5 separate regions of the Mus musculus genome follow, and all the other regions are linked to region 2. The links are chromatin contacts, called in public ChIA-PET, HiChIP or PLAC-seq and promoter capture Hi-C maps. All regions are on one chromosome and are shown on one strand. Each heading gives the region's core, a stretch centred on a gene start, on an enhancer-like site or on the middle of the called end of the contact. The rest is flanking DNA. Distances are from core to core; before and after follow the strand shown. Region 1 holds the start of Pde8a (phosphodiesterase 8A). Region 2 holds the start of Cib1 (calcium and integrin binding 1 (calmyrin)). Region 3 holds the start of Abhd2 (abhydrolase domain containing 2). Region 4 overlaps Iqgap1 (IQ motif containing GTPase activating protein 1). Region 5 holds the start of Iqgap1 (IQ motif containing GTPase activating protein 1).

Region 1 (2,700 bases), core at 21-2,520, 980 kb after region 2:
GACTTGTACGTGCATCTTGGCTAAAGGCAATTTCTCTAGGGATCCAGCTACCAGCTGAAAAAAAACAAAACAAAACAAAAAAAAACAAAACAAAAAATCTACCCTCTAAGACTGCTAGTTGAAAACACCACAGACTGGGTGGAATAACGGGTGTCAGTACAAAAACTTTTCCTGTTTTTCAAGACACCTTGGAGGAGCCAGTCATATTTTTATAGGACAGCGTGCTTTAACTTGACAAAGGAGCCGCGTGCCAAAGGCCAGAAAAGAGAACCAGTTTCTAAAGCTGCTCCAGCCTTATCCGCTCCGGAAGCCGCCCTGTATCCTCCTTTGGTGGCGAAGATCGATGCTCAAGGACGTTGCAGCTGCCACAGGGACCAAGCACCTGTGTCTGTCACAGCAGGGACTTCAGCCCGGAGCACATCTCCGGGTCTTAACAGTAGCCAGTCCGCGGGCAGGAGTCTCAGCCACTCAGGGTCGCACCCGGGTGCGTGTAGGAAAGGTGTGGACTGAGGAAAGGAAGCTACGTCCCGGTCCCGCCAGGGTCCCGGTGGACCTAGAGAGCAAAGAAGGGCGGGAAGGCCCTCGAAGTGGCTGGCTCTGGGTATCAGATGCACACCCAGGGGCGTCGCCCTCCAGTTTCAGCTACCGAGAGGTTAAGAGACTCATCTGGAGTCACACAGCTAGCTATCTGGTAGCACTTGGGGGGCTGCAGTTCTGATCCCTGCTGGACGGACGCACAACTCTTCATTTGGTTCGGATCCTTGGGACTGTCGAACCTGGAATCGTCCTTTGGTTAAGAGGACCGGCTTTCCCTAACCAACTTCGAAATATTGCAGTCCCACAGGTCTGAGTGCAACCAGAGGCGTGACGTGCCAGGTCTTGGAGCAAGGGCTATCCCTGGTAATAACGCCTGGGACCTGGAGTGTAGTTCCCCATGGACTTCGGAACGCTTCGGACTGAGGTCCTTCCAACTGGTCTCTTAACGGACGATAGCTCCAAATCTCAAACACAGTGACCTGACAGTGAACGAACTCGGTAGCCCCTGAAGCAGAATGGCTCTGTATCCTTCAGCAAGTCCTTTCCTTTCTCCGGACGGGCTGGCTAGGTGCCCCTGCGGTCGCGGCCGCGCATGCTCTTGGACGGGCGGTACAGGGAGCGGGCGGCGGGCGCCCCAGCTGCTTTGCATTGACGCCAGCAGCCGCTGGAGGTCACCGCTGGGGGCTGGGCGCGGCGAGTTGCCCGCAAGACGCGGTCCGGAGCACGGAGCGGGAGTCTCGGATGCTCAACTCCTGGCTCGCGCAGCCGCCTCGGCGCTTCTCGACGGCGCGGCCCGACCGGAGTCGAGGCGCTCGCTCCGTCAGCGAGCGGGTCCCCAGCTCGGAGTGCGGGCGCCGAGGGCTGGGCTCCCCTACGGTAGCCCGACTAGGGGCGCTCACCCAGCCGTCCGCCGGGCCGAGGAGAGGCACCGCCAGGCGAGCGAGCGCCCGTTTCCTCGAGAGTCAGACGAGGCGAGGGCGGCGGTGCAAACGCGGCGCGGGCTCGCGGCTCCCGGTGGCGAGAGCGCAAATCTCCACCCCCGACATTTCCCCGGAAGCGCGGCGGCTGCGGCGCGCGCGGCGATGTGAGGGAGACAGCGGCGGCTCCCGCCTCAGGAAGGGCATGTTCGGAGGGGCGTCCGCGGCGCGCCTCTCGCCCCAGCGCCCCCTCCCCACGGCCGCCGCGCCCGCAGCGCAATAAAAGGGGCGGCCGCGCTTCCTGACGCGAGACCCGCGCTTGCCGCCGCCGCCCACCCGCCTGCCCGCCCGCCCGCTCAGGCCGCGATGACACGGCGCCCGCGGCGGCCCCGAGGCGCCGGGCGGGCCGTTTGCTGACCGGATCGCGGCTGCCCGCCAGCGAGTCCGCGGTGCCGCCGCCGCCAGTATGGGCTGCGCCCCGAGCATCCACACTTCCGAAAACCGAACGTTTAGCCACAGCGACGGCGAGGACGAGGACGTGGACGTGGACGTCCCGGGCCCCGCGCCGAGATCTATTCAGCGATGGTCGACCGCGCCCGGGCTCGTGGAGCCTCAGCCTCGGGATAACGGCGCCTCGAAGGTGAGCCGCACTGGGAGGGCGGGGAAACAAACGCGGGGCACTGGGGGCCCTCTAGGCAGCCGCCCTGGCGTTGACCGACGCCAGCCGCCCGCGTTTGCGGGCTGTCGCGGACCGAGGCTTAACAGGGCTATGACGCGGCGCCGCGGGATCCGCCGTGTCCGTTCCTTCCCGGCCGGGGTCGGACGCGGCGAGTCAGTTTTCTCCCAGCGGGGTGGGTGGGGGACCCGGGATATCCCCGGCACGTTCCTGACATGGTAAACCAGAGTGCACTTTGCTCTGGCATTCCCAGAGTAGAAAGGCAAGGGTTGTCCGCACTGGGAAGGGTCTTAGATGCCACCAGTTCCCCCCCCCCCTCACCCCCTGCCTAGCTTATCCCAACCTCTGTCCTCTCATTGCACAAGCAGTTTCACTTTTCCACTTTTTTGGGGGCCATTGAAATGTAACCTGGAACATAGGTTTGGCTTCACTGCACGCTTTATCTGAAGTTCAGGTTTGTTAGCATACGTGTGGTATTTAAAGCCTGTGTAATTAGAAAATACTACTGGAGACGTGACCGTGACCCTCGAAGGATTCAGCAGGGCGAAGTTAATTTTGTATGGAGGCAGT
Region 2 (2,700 bases), core at 46-2,545:
ATTGACTTAAAGATGGGGGGAGGAGCGGTCATGTCCATTCTTAGCTTTTTTTTTTTCCCAGTATGGCCACATTGGATACATTTCGTTTCTCTGCTTTTCAATATTGTCCCTTTCCTTGGCCTACTGAGGACAGGTAGCACAGCCTAGCTGGTTAGGACTGCCTGTGTGGGCCAAGTACCTGGACTCTAACATTACAGTAACAAAAACACATGTTACCTCCACTCCAGAGACTCCTCTCAGCCACCACCTCTTTCCCAGTAGAATTTCATTGTGGGGCTAGGAACCTAACTCAAGCGCTCTGGCCAGCAAATCACTTATAGTGTGCTTTATAGTCAAGTTCTCAGAACTCTCTGAACCTGATTCCTTGATCTGTAACCTCCTCCTGAAGTAATGTGTGGATCACTCAGGAGCTACTGGGCAGAGTAAGGGTTCAGTAAACGTTAACGGTTACTGAATTAAACAGGTAAAGTTGGGATTGGAGCGAGCCACGTACAAGACCTCTTGGTTTTGCCAGAGGGCAAAGTCCGCAAAGAGTCACAGCAGTTCCTTTTAGAAGCGAGCAGGAAGCTCGGCAGTGAGGAGGCTAGAGGAGCTCAAACAGTTCAACTTTTCCTGGATACACAGAAGTGTTTGCGTGGTGCAAAGGTGAGGCTCTGGAGCGGGTGGGACTTGCACTCTGAGCCTCCGACTCCAGATCCAGTGATCCTGACATCCCAGAAGCACAGCCCCACCCTCGGAGGTGAGACGTCCAATCCGTATCCCGCGAGAAAAGTACCCGCAAAGCCCTCCCCTGGCAATCCCGAGTTGGAGGACCGGGGTCAGGGCAGCACTCACAGGAGGATCTCCTGCTTGGTCAGGAACGTCAGGTCCTGAAAGGCAAATCCAGACAAGGGTCTGCAAGCCGCCCGAAAGCCACGGCCGCCCCGCCACCTGTTCCCCGAACCCCACTCCCCTGCGCGGGCTCGCACGCGAGCTCCGCGAGAACTGGCGCCCCGCGCACCTGGTACTCGGCCAGCAGCTCCTTAGACAGGCGACTGCCCGAACCTCCCATCGCCGCGGTGCGCGCACAGCTAGGCCAACTCTCCCCGGGACGCCGGCAACTTTCTCACTTCCGTCCTCGGGGCCGCGTCCCCGCCCAGTCCCCGTAGCAACCGCTGCCTGGCCTCCGCCCCCGGGCCCGCCCCTGCCTACAGTGCCCCGCCACCCTTAGCGCCGCTCAGCGGGCCGGCTCCCGGCTCCCCGCGGGCCCAGGAGAGCTGGAGGGAGGGCCCGGGGAGGAGCCGGACGCATCGGGGCGGGGCCCAGGCCTCGTGGCCCCGCCTTCTAGTGGGCGGGGCGGAACGAGCCATGCGCACGTGATGCAGACTGCGCCTGCGTCGCGGTCTTCACGCGTTTGCTGAGTTCCGGGACCCGTCTGTGCACTGAGCCTTGAGATGCATCCGCCTCACCTAAATCAAGTGCAGAAGACCCCAGCTCTGGGTGGAGGCGGGTAACCTCCATACTCGCTCCCGGGCTGGAGGAGATCCGGTGCCCCTCTGCGGATAGGGTCAGTCCTAGACTGTCTCACGGGACAAGAGCTGCAGCCTCTGCCACCGTGCCAATTCTTCCAGAAGAAGCTTAGCTTCCTCTTGAAGTGGCTCTTGAAGGTGTTTACTGGATTGTGCAGTTATCGCCCATTCGTGGAACAGTTAGCAAGGTAGGCTTCCATTTTACAAACAGGTTCAATTTCAGTGATGTGTCCGGACTCCGGTATTTAGAGGTCAGTTCTGTCCACAGGTCCCTCCTGCTGTTTTATCGTCACAGCTGGGGTGCCTCCTTTGATTCCTCCCACAAATTGCGAGCTTCCAGCTGTAGGAACCAAGATTTGCCCTTCTCTCCTCTCAAATAATAATCAGATGCAAGTATGAACATATTTACACTGTGTGAAAAAGTGAAGATTCCAAGCTTCCGGAGGAGGAAATGTGGATTTTGTGATCTGGGTGGTCAACTTGGTTGGATCTGGAGTCAAGGAGAAGGGAAACAGCTTGACACTCCTGTGAGGGATTTTCTTTTTTCTTTTTTTTTTTTTTTTTTGCTTCGTCACCTGGCACAACAGGGCCAAGTCAATTACAATTTATTTGAGAATATTTTAACTTCGTACTGGACTGGTATTCATTCCTAGAGAAGTCTGGTCCTTCATCCGGCCAGTCCAGCTAGATGTTCCATACCCTCTGGGTAGGAGACTGTAAACCTTGCTTCTCATGCTTCTTTCTCTCTGCTCCTTCTTTAGCCTCCAGGAGAGGTGCAGGCTCTACCGCAAAGCCCAGGGGCTATGGCTTGCTTTCCTGGTCCACTCAGGGTCTTACCTCATAGAAACCCCTGAGCAGAGGGATTTTCTTGATCAGTTTATTTGAAGTGCGAAAATCTACTGCGGCAGTGCGCTCAGGTGGCAACCCGTACCAAACGGAAACGGAAGATGGCTTTTGGCCTGTTTGCCTTGGCTTGCTGATAAGTCTCTATCCTGTACCTGCCACTAAGGATTTCCTTTAATGACATTAGAATCATAGTGTTCCAGCTGCCAACTCAGATTGAAGACCAACAGCTCTCTAGGAACCCAGCACCGGCTTGGGACTGCAGAGATGCATCCTTGGGGACAGCTGCCGCTGTTGATCAGCCCAGACAATACTGAGTAAACCAATTTAATAAATCCCCTCTTAGTAA
Region 3 (2,700 bases), core at 57-2,556, 960 kb before region 2:
TTGTTTGTGACAAGGCCTCATTGTGACAGAGGAGGACTCATTATGTAGCTTCAAAGTAAAGCAATCCTCCTGCCTCAGCTTCCTGCTGGAATAACAAACAGGAGACCGGTGCTGGCTCCTCCTCCTTGAGTTGGCTCATGCTTTCCTTGTCGGGGTCCGGAAATGTATTAAGAGAAAATTTAACATTGCTTCAAATCTAAATTCCTTCCTCTGGCTATGTGTTCCTTCTGTCTCCTGCCTCTTCTCTTGGAGCCACACTGCGTGCCTTGGCAGTGTGTCGGTGGCTGCCTCACTGGAGCTCCCTTTCGGGTTGTCAGTATTCTCTCCATCAGGCACGTGCCGTTGCGAACAGAGCCTCAGGTTCACAGAATGGTAGAACCCAGTCTAGGTGCATGGATGGAGAGGGTGAGTGATGAATAGCTAGTCTTGATAAACGCCCGTGGAACACCACGCACTGTACTGATCTTCTATCAGCAACCAGCACTTACCAAATATAGTCAGTGAGAACTCTAAAAGGCTAAAAGGCACGGCCAAGACTGCAGTCTGACTTCAAAGGTCACTTCTTCCAAGTGGCCTCCAACCACAAGGGCTGGTTAAAAGCTGAAAGATCATAGGGACTGTAACAGGTCCATAAAGTCCTGCATGTTCCCACCCACTTCCCTAGCTGAAAGAGGTCAAAGGCTGCTGCCTCCACCTCTTTGTCGCCTCCACCTCTTGCTTTCTGGTTTAGTGACTCACCACCTCTGCTCTACTAAGTTAGGACTCCACACTTCAAACACCTACGTCCTGAGCTACAGGTTCATCTTCCTGGGCACACCAGTGCTGAGAACCCCACGGCTGGGCTATCTCTTTCCCCAGTTCATCTCTATAAGACTCCGGACCTTTCTGCCCCAGAACTCAGAAAGCCATCACAATAGGCCCTCTCCTCTACTCCGTATCATCAACCATCAAACATAACCCATCCTTTAGCCGGCTCCCCTTATCCCGCCCCTCGGGGAGGACCTTACCCAATAGCATCTAGGCCCACTGGCTAAAGACATCAAAAGTAACCAATTATAGGAGAATTGCCCGCTAAGAATCTCCGCCTCCACCTTGAGGAGCAGTCCTACTGACCAATGGGCCACCATATAGACGCAACAAGCGCGATGAACAAATAGAGTGGCGGCTGGGTGATCCAATGGACACTGGGAGAGCCTTGCTTGGGGGCGTAGCAGAGGCGGTCGTCAGGGGCGTGGCGGCAGTTGCCTGGGCGGGGCCGGTAGCGGCGGGAGCTGCGCTGGCCAGGGGTTCCGGCTGTATTTCTATGAGCGCAGCCGGCAGCTGCGGAGCTGCGGGAACCGGACTCCGGGCGGGTTGGACTGCTGGAGTCAATGAGAGAAGGTAAGACCTCGGCTGGGCGAGTTCCACCAAACAGGGATCGCGCCTTGGATGCGTCGGGCCAGAACCCCGAGTTACCCGGTCCCCAGCGTGGCTCGGCCCATCGCGCCGCAGCTTGAGTGCTCCGGATCCGTGGGGACTGTTTGGGGGACTGTCACCTGGCACTGCGGGGATCTAGAGGGCCAGCTTGTCTGATGACGGGGCAGCCCAACCCATTGGTGGGATACGCCTTCCTAAAGGTCCTTTGTCCTCTCCTGCTCGAGGAACCGAGGTTGGGGACAAGGCCGACGGAGGCCTCCTGGCTGCCATCCCTCGCTCTGATCAATGCTGAAGTCTTGGTCCTGGGGGAGGTATCTGGCCGGCCAGACTCAGGGTAGAGAGTGCAGGATGCTGGAAACCTGAAAGGGCCTGACTACAAGCCCTTTCGATGGGCCGATGCATTTTGGGATCCCGGGGCTCACCTACGACCGATGGGTTCAAGTTGTAGGGAAGCAATTTTTGACCTACTTGGAGGCGCACTTTATTGAGCTTGTGGGGCAACTGTTCTAGGTGCTTCGTGGGCTTTCCCCACAAGATCTGTCCAGCAGCGCCCCGGGCTGCCTGCCAGGCCGAGCAGCCAGAGCATCGACCTTGGAAGTGCCTAGCCAGAGGCCAGATGATAGCCACCTGTCTGGGATGCTTAGGAAGGGGAGAATTGTATGAGCCATCTGTGAGGCCCTTCTCCATCCACCCATGCACTCTGAACAACATTTATTGACTGTATCGAGGATGGGACTTACCGGAGTTGGCTAGATTCCAAGGGGATGTTGAATACACCCATAATGATCTTTTTTGAGGTCTTAGCTCTCAAATGCATGTGTGCATGCCTGCGTACAAATGGAATAGATTATATTGAATGCTGAGTTAATCAAGTGGTTCACCTTAAGTGCGCAGTTGGGGGTTCCACTTTCTGGTTCCTCTTTTGTGGTGCCCTCACCTCCAGCTGGTCAAGTTTTACCTGGCCCAGAGGCAGGTTCCAAGAACAGGCTTGGGAGAGATTGCAGGATTGGCAGAGTCAACATGATCTGTGCCCAGAGCTTTTCAAGGACCATTGGGTTACAGTCACACTAAGCAGAATGCATTTCCCCTCCTCACTGCCTCCCCTCATTTGCTTGACTAGGAAGGACATAATCCTCTGAAGGTCGGGAAGCAGAAGAAATAATTATAACCCGCTTTACCCAGGTGAAGATAAATGAAGCTTTGTCCGGGTAGGCAGCCAAAAGCAGCTCAGTCCACGCTGCTGGCGGTCAGCATGATATTTAGAAGCCAAAAGGCTGATGCTCA
Region 4 (2,700 bases), core at 119-2,618, 550 kb after region 2:
GGAGAAGAGGGAGAGAACAAAAGAGAGAGGGGGGAGAAGGGGGAGGATAGAGTAAATTAGCTCAGCTGGCCTTCCTGAGGCCCTGTGATCGGAACCTAGCTGTCTTCATTGAGACTGCCTTTTAGGTGAAGGCTGCTGGCCCGCCACCTGGACAGACACTATCATGGCGAGTGTCTAAGATGTCGCTTCCATAGATGTATGAGTTGATAAGAGACACGACATACAGAAAGGGGGGTACAAGAAGTGGGGAAGGAGTGGGGATCAGTCCAGGATGGGGGGAAATCCAGGGCCAGGGTTGTGTGTGTTCAGTCATTGTGAGGAAGATGTAGGCGTGCCTACAAGAAAAGAACAAAGATGGAGGACTCAATAAAGAAAGCAGGCCTGGGAAGAGTGGAGGTGACAACAGCTAAGATAGGAACATGCCCTACCCTACCTGAGCAAAGAGGGAAGGAAGCAAGAGTAAGCAAGAATGACACGATATCTGACCCCACTGGACTTCCGTTTCCCGTCTGTAACACGGACAGGAGCAACACCTAACACCTCCTAAAGTTGGTGTGAGGAGTGGAGGTCATACACACTAAGAGCTAGGAGGGAAGTAGTTAGTTAGCTATATATCCGTGTGTGTGTTGGGGGGGGGTAATAAGTCAGTTAGCTATATATGTGTGTGTGTGTGGTAATAAGTTAGTTAGCTATATATCCATGTGGTGTGTGTTTGTGTTTGTGTGTGTGTGTGTGTGTGTGTGTGTGTGTGTGTGTGTGGTAATAAATTAGTGGTGGCGCACGCCTTTAATCCCAGCATTTGGGAGGCAGAGGCAGGCAGATTTCTGAGTTCGAGGCCAGCCTGGTCTACAGAGTGAGTTCCAGGACAGCCAGGGCTACACAGAGAAACCCTGTCTCTAAAAACAAAAACAAAACAAAACAAAAAAAAGTAAGTTAGCTATATATCTGTGTGGGGTGTGTGTGTGTGTGTTAATAAGTAAGTTAGCTATATATTCGTGTGTGGGATGTGCGTGTGAGGGGGGGGAGGGGAGAGAGAGAGAGAGAGAGAGAGAGAGAGAGAGAGAGAGAGAGAGAGAGAATGTAAGACTGCTCAATTCCCAGAAATAAATCTTCTAGAGGCGGAGCTCCGTGGTTACATAATACTTGTCTACCTGGTCCTACTGATAACATTTTTCAGTTCTTGGCCCTACCCATTCTGCCACCAGGGAAACAAAGCCGTGCCTATCCCAGAACGCTACAGTGGCAAGGCTAAAACAAGCCCGGACCAAGAGCATACATATGCAGAAAAGCATCAGGGTGGGAATCTGAATTAGGGGTCTGTGAAGAGGAAACCAGTGGAACAAGTTCTGCAGAGCACATGACTTCAGTGGTTTCCCCGCTCTGTGCAATACAGAAGGGGAACCGACCAATGCCGGAACTGGCTGCCCCAACCGCTGAGAATCAGTTCCTCCAGGAGCAGAAACTCAAGCTGCCACACCCATCCTGCCCAGTGGAACTCCAGGCCAGGATTACCCTATGCTAGAAACCTCCCAAATATGGTCAGCTAGTCCTATACTGGGGATTCCATTAAACCACCCTTACACGCAACCCCTGGGTGTGCAAGCGGCCTGAGGAAATCGACAGTGTGTGCCAGGTACAGGCCAGGGAGAAAACCAGCAAGCCGAAGACAGCAAGCACTGTGTGTCACAGGAGGCTCCCTGGGCAGCCCGCTTCCCAGGGAAAGCCTTTGGGGTTGAGGGGACCAGAAAAGGGGTTTCATAGGAAGAAACAGGTCAGGCTGAAGGAGACAAAGAAAATGTGCAAACTCTTTGCGTATTTGAAACAGGAATGAAGGGATAAAATTTGATTTAATGTCGGGTGTGGTGTCAAACACCTGTAATTCCAGCACTGGGAGGTAGGGAAAAAGGGCTTGGGAGTCCAAGGTCACCCTTAGCTACAAGCCAAACTACCTGAGCCAGTCTTTAAAAAAAAACAAAAAACTTTGAACTTTGATTTTAAAAGATTATTCTGAGCAGTAGGAATAAAAAGAAGGGGCCTGCAGAGGAGAAGGCATGAGATGAAAGAAAATTCTACAGTAGTGAGGGGAAAACACAAAAGCTTGTTTCCAGGCTAACGAGCAAAATGAGAACTCTGGATGGCATCTATACTTTTTTTGGTTTTTTGAGATAGAGTTTCTCTGTATAGCCCAGGCTGTCCTGGAACTCACTCTGTAGACCTGGCTGGCCTCGAACTCAGAAATCCACCTGCCTCTGCCTCCCGAGTGCTGGGATTAAAGGCGTGTGCCACCACTTTGCTCAGCGAGCAAATGATTTTATTAAGAGCTGGATCAGAAAAGGTGTCTCTCATAGCAACGGGTCCTCTGTCTGACTGGGTTGGTAAAAACTAACAATTCACTGAATATTACAAATGAATTTTATGTCATCTAAGTTAAAGTCTACAAATCTTTTTTTTCATTGAATTTATTTATTTGTTTATGTGTGTGCCACAGAGTATGTGCGGAGGTCAGAGGACAACTTGCAAGAGGAGGTTCCAGGGACTGAACTCAAGTGTCGGGCTTAGCGGCAAGGCAAGCAAAGCACCTTTACCCACTGAGCCAACTTCCAGAATGTTTCATTTTAAATAATTAAAAACGAAAACAAAAACAAAAACGGAAACTGAATGAAACCTAGACAATAGCTAAGTGTCTGCAACTCTAGATCA
Region 5 (2,700 bases), core at 152-2,651, 570 kb after region 2:
ATCAGAGCTATTCTCACTCTAGCCTGGGCTACTTCGGGAAATCCTTTTTACTTTTCTCCTCTCCCTTTCAATTCCACCTCTGCACTTCGATGCCCTCGGTTTTCCACGTACAGTAACCCTATGTTCTCCAATACCATATTTAGTTTGTGTCTGCCCTCTCAAAGTCATGTCTTGCTCACCCTGCCCCACACTGCATCCTCCAAGCCTCTGTTTAAAAGTCAGCACCTACCTTCCCATGGCCTTGTTAAGTCCCTTCTCTTCACCCCCATTACTCTTTATACCCAGTTAGAGTTAGTTCATGCATCGTTTATCTTTATTGCACCTTATTGGTTTTTTTCTTGGAGCTGAGGACTTGCACTTGCTAAGCAAGCACTCTACCACTGGGCTAAATTCCCAACCCCTCATCTAATTATCAATCTCTGTACACCTGTCTCTTTCTCGGACAGGTTTTGAAGGCACTGTTTGATCTTTTTCATCCCTAATTTCACAAACGTAGCACACATTATAACACTATCCAATGCATAACTGGATGTGTTAAAGTATCCTTTAAGAAAGTACTTTTCCCAAAACATAAAATCTAAACCTGGGACTCAAAGGGATCCTCTTGTAACTACTATCCCACGTACAGCTGGTTAGTTTACTAAGGTTGCAGGGATAGTCACAGAAAATGAGGAAGTGGGGGGAGCCGGTTTGGGTGTGTTTATGTTTTAATTTTACTTTTGAAATGCTAAAGAAAGAACCCAGCAGGAGAAAGCATAAGCTGCTTGCCTAAAACTGCACCTCGCAGCTAGCCTGAGGCTGCGCGGGTCTGCGCCCTGGGTCACCCTCGCAGGCAGCAATCCGGGCAGCACCTTCCCACCACGCCCGAGCAGAACCCCTGGGTCCAGTGCCCAGGACACGCCCTGCACAGTCAGTTCTCCTGCCACCTCACCCTAGGCCGTCTTCCCCAATCTCAGTAGAACTAACCGGTGGAGGAGCTGGGTGGGGCTCCCCTGCCGCAGCGCCTAGCGAAGGCAGAGGCCTCCAGGTTTCTACCCGCCGCCTCCGGAGCTCGAGAAGGCTCGGGCGCCAACCTTGCTACCAGCCATACAGCCAGCTGCTCTTCCGGGTCCGTGCGGTCCCAAGCCACCCGGCGCACCCGCCCGGCTGAGCCCCTGGGAAAACCCGAGCTTGGTCCCTCGCCCGCGCACCCCCAAGCCCTCGGCACTCACAGCCATAGTGCGGCCGGACCACACCCAGGCCATCAACCTCCTCCGCGGCGGACATGGCGGCCGAGTCCAGGTCTCCGGTGAGGAAGCGCAGAGACCTTGAAGACGCGGGCGACCGTAGCAGCAGTAACTCCTGCCCAGTGCGCGGGCTGTCGCTGTCCTCAGAGCCCCGCCCCGCGCCATCGGCCCCACCCTGCAGGTCCCGCCCCGCAGACCCCGCCCTTGAGTCCACGCCCAGCTGCGCTCCCCGGAGCGAGCGGAAGGGGCGTGGTCAGTATTACAGGACCCGCCCCTGCCCTCTTCGCTCTCCACTTGCGGAAGCGAGGAGGCGGGGTGCTGTAGCGAGTCCCTAGGCCGGCTTGGTCCGTTGTCCCGACACTCCTCCGCTGTCGCCCTATCTGCGGCTCTGACTAAAAGGCCGCCAATGTCTACAGCTTGAAATCCAAATGTTTTTAGGCGCCTGCCTTCTCCTGACAACTGAGTTAACCCCCTCTGCACCGCGGCTCCTTCAAGGAGCCGTTGCAAGTGGCCCAGAGTGTGATTATTGGAAGCAAGTAGGACCCACTGTCAGGAAAGACTCCCACTCCTACTCTCTGCTACATTCTGTCAATCTGACCTCTGTTCTCCCCAACAGTGCTAAAGAATAGAACTGCTCAATCTCTTAAACTGGGGGATGACGATGCTCACGCGGAAGAGCTGTTTATCAGCTCTTTACAATCTGCAAGATCTTAGGGGGGTTATCTTGACCCTATTAATAAGGATGCCTCGTCTCTTTACCCTTGTGATCTTTTAAAGTGCCAGTATTCAACCGAATTCTATTCTGAACCAGCCTGGATTGGAGTGAATCACTGGCTCTAATAATAATAATAATAATAATAATAATAATAATAATAATAAAGTAAAAGTCCCATTCTCAGGACTCTTACCCTCACCATAAACAGTTGATGGCTTCTACTTACAATCCAGACCATCTAGAAGCCCCTCAGTAGTTCCAAACTATCTAACGTGCATTTTTGGACCTCTCACAGACACTAAAACCTGTCAAACGTTGATCCTGTTCCTGCCCCACTCTCTGGAAGTGTTCCATCACCAGTCACACACACACCCCAGGTTCCTCGACTCACCTCTATTTCTGAAGCATCTAGTTTTGTTTCTGTCCCCACCTGTGATAACACTTTTTTGATCATCATAATCTCTATTCTCACTTGTGCCAACCAGATCATCATGATTGCCAGCATGCTCTTTCCAAAGTACGGAGTTCTTTGGGAAGGGGGACAAGTCTCACTATGTAGTTCTGGCTGTCCTGGAGCCCACTAAATAGGCAAGGCTACCCTTGAAGATCCACCTGTCTCTTCCTCCTGATTGCTAGAACTAAAAGCATGTGCCACCACACCCAGCTTCCGAGTTCTTGTCATAGATGTAATTTTTCCTGTTACTCCCTTCACAGTGCAGTTTGTGTACTTTCCCATGCCAGGTGGGCACCTTTACAACC

The links. ChIA-PET counts read pairs in DNA pulled down with a chosen protein or histone mark. HiChIP or PLAC-seq counts read pairs in DNA pulled down with a chosen protein or histone mark. Capture Hi-C pulls out chosen DNA fragments and counts their contacts.
Region 1: a contact with region 2 is called in a promoter capture Hi-C map of liver, with 4 times the contacts expected there. The contact joins the promoter of Pde8a here to the promoter of Cib1 in region 2. A contact is called at or near these places in 1 of 39 promoter capture datasets (liver) and 1 of 9 other capture datasets (liver).
Region 3: a FOXA1 HiChIP or PLAC-seq map of pancreatic cancer cells shows a contact between it and region 2. The contact joins the promoter of Abhd2 here to the promoter of Cib1 in region 2. A contact is called at or near these places in 2 of 115 datasets of contacts at active chromatin or transcription factors (memory CD8 T cells and pancreatic cancer cells).
Region 4: an RNA polymerase II ChIA-PET map of memory CD8 T cells shows a contact between it and region 2, with 132 read pairs. The contact joins the enhancer-like site here to the promoter of Cib1 in region 2. A contact is called at or near these places in 1 of 39 promoter capture datasets (pre-B cells), 4 of 115 datasets of contacts at active chromatin or transcription factors (bone marrow-derived macrophages, memory CD8 T cells, pancreatic cancer cells and 1 more) and 2 of 9 other capture datasets (adipose tissue and liver).
Region 5: a contact with region 2 is called in an RNA polymerase II ChIA-PET map of memory CD8 T cells, with 42 read pairs. The contact joins the promoter of Iqgap1 here to the promoter of Cib1 in region 2. A contact is called at or near these places in 1 of 39 promoter capture datasets (pre-B cells), 2 of 115 datasets of contacts at active chromatin or transcription factors (bone marrow-derived macrophages and memory CD8 T cells) and 1 of 9 other capture datasets (liver).

The regions. Positions count from the first base shown.
Region 1 is chr7:81,211,995-81,214,694 of GRCm38.p6, forward strand. Pde8a (phosphodiesterase 8A) reads left to right here and starts at 1,271. Exons shown (of 22, transcript NM_008803.3): 1 at 1,271-2,094. The coding sequence starts at 1,921.
Region 2 is chr7:80,231,510-80,234,209 of GRCm38.p6, forward strand. Cib1 (calcium and integrin binding 1 (calmyrin)) reads right to left here and starts at 1,296. Exons shown (of 7, transcript NM_011870.5): 1 at 1,001-1,296; 2 at 835-869. The coding sequence starts at 1,051. It overlaps Gdpgp1 (GDP-D-glucose phosphorylase 1), which reads left to right and starts at 1,384. Exons shown (of 2, transcript NM_178752.3): 1 at 1,384-1,696.
Region 3 is chr7:79,271,960-79,274,659 of GRCm38.p6, forward strand. It overlaps Abhd2 (abhydrolase domain containing 2), which reads left to right and starts at 1,307. Exons shown (of 11, transcript NM_018811.6): 1 at 1,307-1,380. Gm31510 (predicted gene, 31510) reads right to left here and starts at 1,070. Exons shown (of 2, transcript NR_169073.1): 1 at 1,008-1,070.
Region 4 is chr7:80,778,068-80,780,767 of GRCm38.p6, forward strand. The region is part of intron 2 of Iqgap1 (IQ motif containing GTPase activating protein 1); the gene reads right to left. Among named protein-coding and RNA genes, the nearest start is that of Iqgap1, 24 kb to the right of the region's middle. Within about 2 kb of position 1,369, at least 245 of the 459 cell types and tissues checked have an H3K27ac peak or open chromatin away from gene starts, as enhancers often do. A contact at or near this core is called in adipose tissue, bone marrow-derived macrophages, liver and 4 more, where this site is marked.
Region 5 is chr7:80,801,930-80,804,629 of GRCm38.p6, forward strand. Iqgap1 (IQ motif containing GTPase activating protein 1) reads right to left here and starts at 1,402. Exons shown (of 38, transcript NM_016721.2): 1 at 1,212-1,402. The coding sequence starts at 1,266.